2 separate regions of the Salvelinus alpinus genome follow, and region 1 is linked to region 2. Evidence: chromatin contacts called from public Hi-C data. All regions are on one chromosome and are shown on one strand. The core of a region is the stretch at or near the end of the contact, and the rest is flanking DNA. Distances in the headings are between cores, read along the strand shown.

What was found. Hi-C and Micro-C count contacts between places; a contact is called where the count stands out from the background.
Region 1: a Hi-C map of muscle shows a contact between it and region 2, with 18 times the contacts expected there. The contact joins the promoter of LOC139545433 here to the promoter of kansl3 in region 2. A contact is called at or near these places in 2 of 3 Hi-C or Micro-C datasets (muscle and red muscle).

Annotation. Positions count from the first base shown.
Region 1 is chr19:34,977,168-34,980,669 of SLU_Salpinus.1, forward strand. It overlaps LOC139545433 (rho-related BTB domain-containing protein 2-like), which reads right to left and starts at 1,347. Exons shown (of 11, transcript XM_071353186.1): 1 at 836-1,347. The coding sequence starts at 897.
Region 2 is chr19:34,636,277-34,639,647 of SLU_Salpinus.1, forward strand. It overlaps kansl3 (KAT8 regulatory NSL complex subunit 3), which reads left to right and starts at 1,343. Exons shown (of 21, transcript XM_071353170.1): 1 at 1,343-1,481; 2 at 1,995-2,267; 3 at 2,449-2,619; 4 at 2,815-2,905; 5 at 3,017-3,202. The coding sequence starts at 2,056.

The DNA of each region.
Region 1 (3,502 bases), core at 97-2,596, 340 kb after region 2:
TAGGGCTATTATTGGATCGTCGTGCACGCCAATTCATATGAAATAGCTCCAATATTAAGTTACAGAACGGGAGAAGGCGGGGATCTTGGACGTCGGCGAACACTAAAGTCAGGGGTGGATTACCAGTTTACCGGATCACGCTACTGTTTTGGCAGAATAGATTCCTTAGTCCAATGACATTCTCTCTCGTTTGGCATGTTGGCCACGGTCTGAAGCAGACGGCGTTTAGCGAATACCGATAATCGCGTCATCAATCAGCAAGACCTGACCAAGGCACTTTAGTTGCAGTTCAGACCTCTCGTTGTCTAATGCCGGGGCCACCAACTGTCCGTCAGGCTGTGGCATAAAATATGCAAGTATAGCACTAGCCTATCTTGTCTGCAAGGAAGAATGCCGTAGTTATTTAGTTATACTATGGATTTAGTTTAGATTCTAATGAGCCTATGACCATTTAGTTAAGCAGCTTTAGATGAAAACTAGACTGTCATAACTAGTAGCCTAAGTTTGATAGATCATAGCCCAAAATCCACATTATTTCAGAGGATTTCGTTAATTGGATAACATAGCCATAGCCATCTTTACAATAGGATATAGCCGCTACAAGAACTCATCATACGTTCAATTTAAGAAGGATTTAGCTACTAACATTCACCCAGGTTGCTACGAAAGCGTTTTCCACCAAGCCGAGTCACTGGTCATTCGGATCCACTGCATTACGTTATGTAACACCCAGTGATTCCTTATTGTGCCATTTTGTGTTATTGAGGTGCATGCCAAAGTATTCGATAATTACAGTCTATAATTATAGGCCACTAACCCATTGGCCTATCCTTACCGCAACATAAGGAAGTGGTGCATCGGATTGACCGATGTTTGAGACGGAGAAGAGGGCTCCATGGAATGCGGCTTGCACCTGACCGTAGCCTGGTTTGAACTTCATCTTCGCAGCAATGTTAAATGTAGTGGATTAAATATAGGCGACCAGCCGCTCAAGACACCAGAAAAATCCACTTGGTAAAAATAATAAACGTATCATCACTGTGTGTCCGAGGACACTGGTGGGCTTTGAGTCTGTCTGTACCGTCAACAGCAGCTCCAGTCTCCGCCACGCAACGTCAAATAACTACCTCCAGTCACCTACGTAGCTTTTTATAGAGGCACGAGCACAAACAAAAAACCCATTCATTACAAAACTGTGGTCCACTCCAAATCTCCAGAAAATCCCATTCCAAACGTAGGCTAGCCGATTTAGCTGCTGTAACTTTTGGTTCACATTCTATTGTAAAGACAGACTCAGCTAGGCTACTGTAGGCCTATGTGACATATAATGATTAAGGTTATGCCCAAACTTCAAAGATCATGTCTAAAACAAGCAAACTAGTATAACTACCTCATAAAACTGTAGACTATTTCAAACATAATGCGATAACTGGATTTACCAGTTACAAGTTGCTATGACTGTCATGGTGTGGCACTGAGTCAATATGGTTCTGGTCCTGGAATTTGAATTCGATTTTATGATCACTCGCTGCAACCTGGACTCAGGGATCGACCAAACACAGAGCTCACTGTATGGAATTACTTTTGTGCCTTTATTATTAAGCAAACATTTTGAAATTGAGAAGAACATTCTTAGTATTGCAAACAAAAAGAATGATATTGAAAGCAAAACAAATAATAATAATTTTGAAACGAAAAAGCAAAAGTATTGTACCGAGTTAAAATTTGTTTTATATTCGGTTTTCTCTGGTCAATAGCTATTGAACCAAGCGTGCCATGACTATGAAGATGGTATATTCTGAATCAGATAGAGAAAAATCGGTCTAAGGCACTGCATCTCGTGCAAGAGGCGTCACTGCAGTCCCATGGGGCGGCGCACAATTGGCCCAGCATCGTCAGGGTTTGGCCGGGGTAGACCGTCATTGTAAATAAGAATTTGTTCTTAACTGACTTGCCTAGTTAAACAAAGGTTAAATAAACATTTTATTTTTGATTTAAATAATACGATTTCGGATTTCAATCTTAGACAAATCGTGCCGGGAAGATGAAAATTATATATATATTCAGAATCAGGGGAGGATGGACAAAAACGTTATATTATTATTATTGCAATATCCTACAATTTTAAGCGGTATTAATACTAGTCATGGCAGGCTTTGTGTAAGAGCTATTGAAAATTGAAAGGAAAAAAAAGAAAGGATTTTTGTCCATCCTCCCCGATTCAAAATATATCATATTCATGGCACGTTTGTGTAAGAGCTATTGAAGAATGAAATGAAACATTTTTCAACTGTGGATTTTTCTCCATCCACCCCTAATTCAGAACATACCATGTTCATAGTTATGGCATTGTCACGTTCGCTGGAATAATTATCGGACCAAACTGCAGCGCGATATGGTTTCCACATAATATTTATTAGGAAAGGCACAAAACAGCAAAGACAGAACGAAACAAACAACAAACGGTGACTACAGAGGTGCTACGTGCACAAACTCAAAACAATATCCCATAAAATACAGGTGGAAAAAATTATACTTAAATATGATCCCCAATTAGAGACAACGATAGCCAGCTGCCTCTAATGGGGAATCATACCAAACACCAACATAGAAAAGCTAAACTAGAACCCCACATAGAAAATAATAACTAGAAAACCCCCCAGTCACGCCCTGACCTACTATGCCATAGAAAAACAAAGGCTCTCTATGGTCAGGGCGTGACAGTACCCCCCCCAAAGGTGCGGACTCCGGCCACAAAACCTGAAACAAATGGGGAGGGTAGGGGGGGTGATTAGTGTCGGTGGCGGCTCTGGTGCAGGTCGTAGCCCCCACTCAGCTCGCGGATCCGCCAGCATCGGTGGCGGCTCTGGTGCGGGACGAAGAACCCTCTCACCCCGCCAGCATCGGGGGCGGCTCTGGTGCAGGATGAAGAACCCCCTCAGCTCGCGGATCCACCATCTTTGGTTGCGGCTCTGGTGCGGGCCGAAGAACCCGCTCATCCCGTGGATCCAGCCATGGACCCGGGCTGAACACTGTGCCTGGACTGGACCTCGGGATCAAGGAAGGCTCCTGCCATGGAGCGGGACTGGACACCAGATCTGGACTGGACATCAGTGCAGAGGAAGATTCCTGCCATGGAGCAGGACTGGACGCCGTATCTGGACTGAGCACCGGCGCAGGAGAAGGCCCCGTCCATGGAGCTGGACCGGACGCCGTGCCTGGACTGGGCATCGGCGCAGGGGAAGGCTCCCGCCATGGAGCGGGACTGAACACTATGCCTGGACTGGGCACCAACGCAGAAGAAGACTCTGGCCTTGGAGCTGGACTGGACGCCGTGCTTAGACTGGGCATCGGCGCAGGGGAAGGCTACGGCCATGGAGCTGGAGGTTCCGGGCTGTGGACCGTCTCAGGAGGTTCCGGGCTGTGGACCGTCTCATGAGGTTCCGGGCTGTGGACCGTCTCAGGAGGTTCCGGCTGTGGACCGTCTCAGGAGGTTCCGGAC
Region 2 (3,371 bases), core at 93-2,592:
TCCCCATGCCAGCTGCTCGTTCTTTGGTTTGTGGGGTGTCCGTTTGGCCCATTGCTGCAGTTTGGGTGGGTCATGAGGAATGTCCAAGCACACAGGAGGTTCAGTGAGGGCACACTGCTTCTTCTCTTCACCCTTGGCTGGCTGAAGCACAGGTCTGGTGGTGCCTGTGTCGAGGCCCTTGATACCAGCAGAGGAGTGGTGGTTCTGCCCGGTGTCAAGGGTGAGGCCCCTGGTGCTGGCAGCAGGGTGGTGGTTTTGCCCAGTGTTGTGGGTGAGGCCCTTGGCGTTGGCAGCAGGGTGGTTGTTCTGCCCAGTTTCGAGGACGGAGAACTCTGAGCAGGCAGCAGGGTGATGGCCCTGCCCAGTGTCAGGGACCATGGTGCCAGCAGAGGTGTGGTGGCTCTGCCCGGTGTTGAGGGCTGAGACCTTGGAGCTGGCAGCAGGGTGATGGCCCTTCAGATGACTGTTAGCTAGCTAACTGAACTAAGTTACTGTACTGCAACATTAGCTGGCTATAAACTGTACTGCTGTAGTGCCATAGACTTTTAATATGTGGATGGCGTGGGAAGAAGCTCCAAAAATCACCTTCTCTCTTCAGGATGTTTATTGTAGATAAACAGTAACTAAGGTGTTATAACTTAACTCCAGTTCAGATCACACATAGGTGTACATATCAGGGCCATACATCATAACTGAGCAACCAACAGAAAAACACTTAACCTAATTTACAATATCATGACAATTGGAACATACAGGTGTCAATCATGTAGGGATCAAAGTAGGCGCGACATACTGCTTCTGTGGCACAACAATATTTTCCATAACCAAAAATATTGTGTTTTCAGCTGTTTCAAGCTGGTGTACAAAACCTAAAGTAAAAGACGCAAAAAATGAAACGAAAGAACGGGAAACATAGAAATAGAACACATCTACAGCTTCTTAGGCTTACTGTCAATGAGAATGGCAGATCTATAACTCATATTTCTATGTGCATTTAGTGTGGTTGTCCAAAAAGTTACATATTGCAGCTTTAAAACAGCAACATTTTCTCTCAGCCTCATTACAATATGTATAGAATAGTATGAGCTTGGCTATGAAACTGCACATTACCAAATTTATAGAATTGTAGGAAGTCAGCTGTTTCCCCCAAAAAAGGACCTTGCGAAGGACGGGCGAAACTGCGTTACGCCACTACACTGGGCACCATAACATGCACCGTCCTTAAGAAATAGTAATCCAGTCCGTGTTTTGTATATGTGTGCAGAAGTGACTGTGGCGGTGGCTCGCGCCCACGCAAAACAAAAGGAATTCGGCCGTAATACATCAACGAGGCGTAGCTAGTAGCTAACGTCAGTCCTTCACAAATTTGTGACAAAATCTAGACGTAATTTGTTTGTTGAAATTTATATATGACATAATTTGGTGTAAATTATTGTTCGATTGCAAATACGTAATGCTATCAATGGCAGTAGCATGAAAAGGTGAGTAGCCGATGCTACTAGCGCGTGCTAGGTTTAATGCTACGTTACCATGTTGGCTAGCTAACGTAATGTTCGCCTTGTTAATATTTGCTACATTAATACACGTTGTAAATCCCTGTATAGTTATCAGTTACACCTCCTGTTAGCCATGCTCTAACGTTAGTTTAATGAATATATCGTGTTGTTGCTAACTAGCGTTAGCCGTCTAGCTAAGACATGTAGTTAGCCAACTAGTCATGTCAACAACGCAGAGCTTGCGTACCGCCGTGTATTTTACGATCAACATTAGGGGAACGTCTCAAGAAGCTATGTACTGTAGCTCGCTAAAGAAATGACGTTACGTGTAACTAGTTAGTCAACGTCACTTGACTAAGCTGACGTTACAAAATGGATAAGAATGGTGCTTGTACTAACCAGCTGTGGGCTAAAGAGGAGGGGTACAAATTACATGTGATGTCACATGATGATGTTTGAATATGATAGTGGTATTGATCACAGTTCTTCCTTGTTCAGGCTTGGATTGAAAGCAGAACTCTGTCTCAGAGCTGTAGGGCCCTTGGGGCCCCAGTAGAGGATGCACCGTGGTGTGGACAAGGACTTCCAGACTTCAGCGCGAAGGATGGGTACATCCTTGCTGTTCCAGTTGTCTGTCCATGAGCGTGAACTGGACTTGGTGTTCCTGGACCACAGCTATGCTAAGCCATGGAATGCCCACCCGGACGCCAGCAGTGCCCGGCCCACGCGCATGCTGTTCGTCACACCCCGTCGGCAACCTGATGCCGTTCCGTGAGTTTCAACCCTCATTATCCTCACCGATGACTCATTGCCCAAACAATTTTAACATTGAAAACCTGTCTGTCTCAGAACAAATGTCATTTTGTAGCAGTAGCTTTATCACGACAATAATAAAGTTACAGCTTAAACTGGATGACAGCATTTACTGAAGTATGTTTGTGTTCTTTTGCAGGGAATCAGACCTGTCAATAGATGTGGAATCTGTCACGCCTACACCTATTCCACTCTATGACAATCAGAAAGCACGCAGTGTTATGAAGGAGTGTGAGCGACATGTTTTATTTGCTCGCACAGTTGCAGAGGGTCCCCCACCCCCTGACGACTGGGAGGAACACATCAACAAGTGAGTGGCCTCCACCCGACCTCCCTTTGAATAACCCTATTGAGGTTTAAAAATATATCTATGTTCCGTAAGGACTTATGTGTTGCAGATGCCTTGTTTGCTCAGCTCTTGTATACACCGTCTTTGTCTCAATCTCCATTTCAAATGGTGATAATCGTCAGACTTCATTACTGATATACACTGCTTGTATTACAGGGCTGGATGGTCGGTCATTCAAAACAAGTTGTTTAATAAGGTGCTGAAGGCTCTGCAAGCTGAAAGACTGGCCCGGCTGGCCAATGAAAACGTGAGTTCATATGCACCAACTAAATGCTTTTGTATGTGGTGCTAATTCAGTTTCAATGACTATCAAAGTTCCTGTCCCTCTAGTCTTACCACCCCTTCCCCTGACTCATAGGCCTCCAATGAGCCAGTATTGCGCAGGATTGCTGTGGACAAGTGTGCCCGAAAGGTGCGCCATGCACTTGCCAGTGTCAACTGGGACACCAAATTGACCCAGTGGCTACACAGCACCCTGATAGAATCCCTCAGTCTGGCCATGCTGGCCGCTTACCTAGATGTACTGCAGACACTCAAGAGCAAGGTACTCCTTTCCGTCTGTCTCTTTCTCTCTCAAAATGTGTTTACACATTATATAACAATGCATGTCACAACATCAAATAGAGGGATACATTCTATACCTGTGACAATCATCAAATAAAGCTTTTTTTATACCGCACATTTCAGACATAGAATTCAACACAATGTGCTTA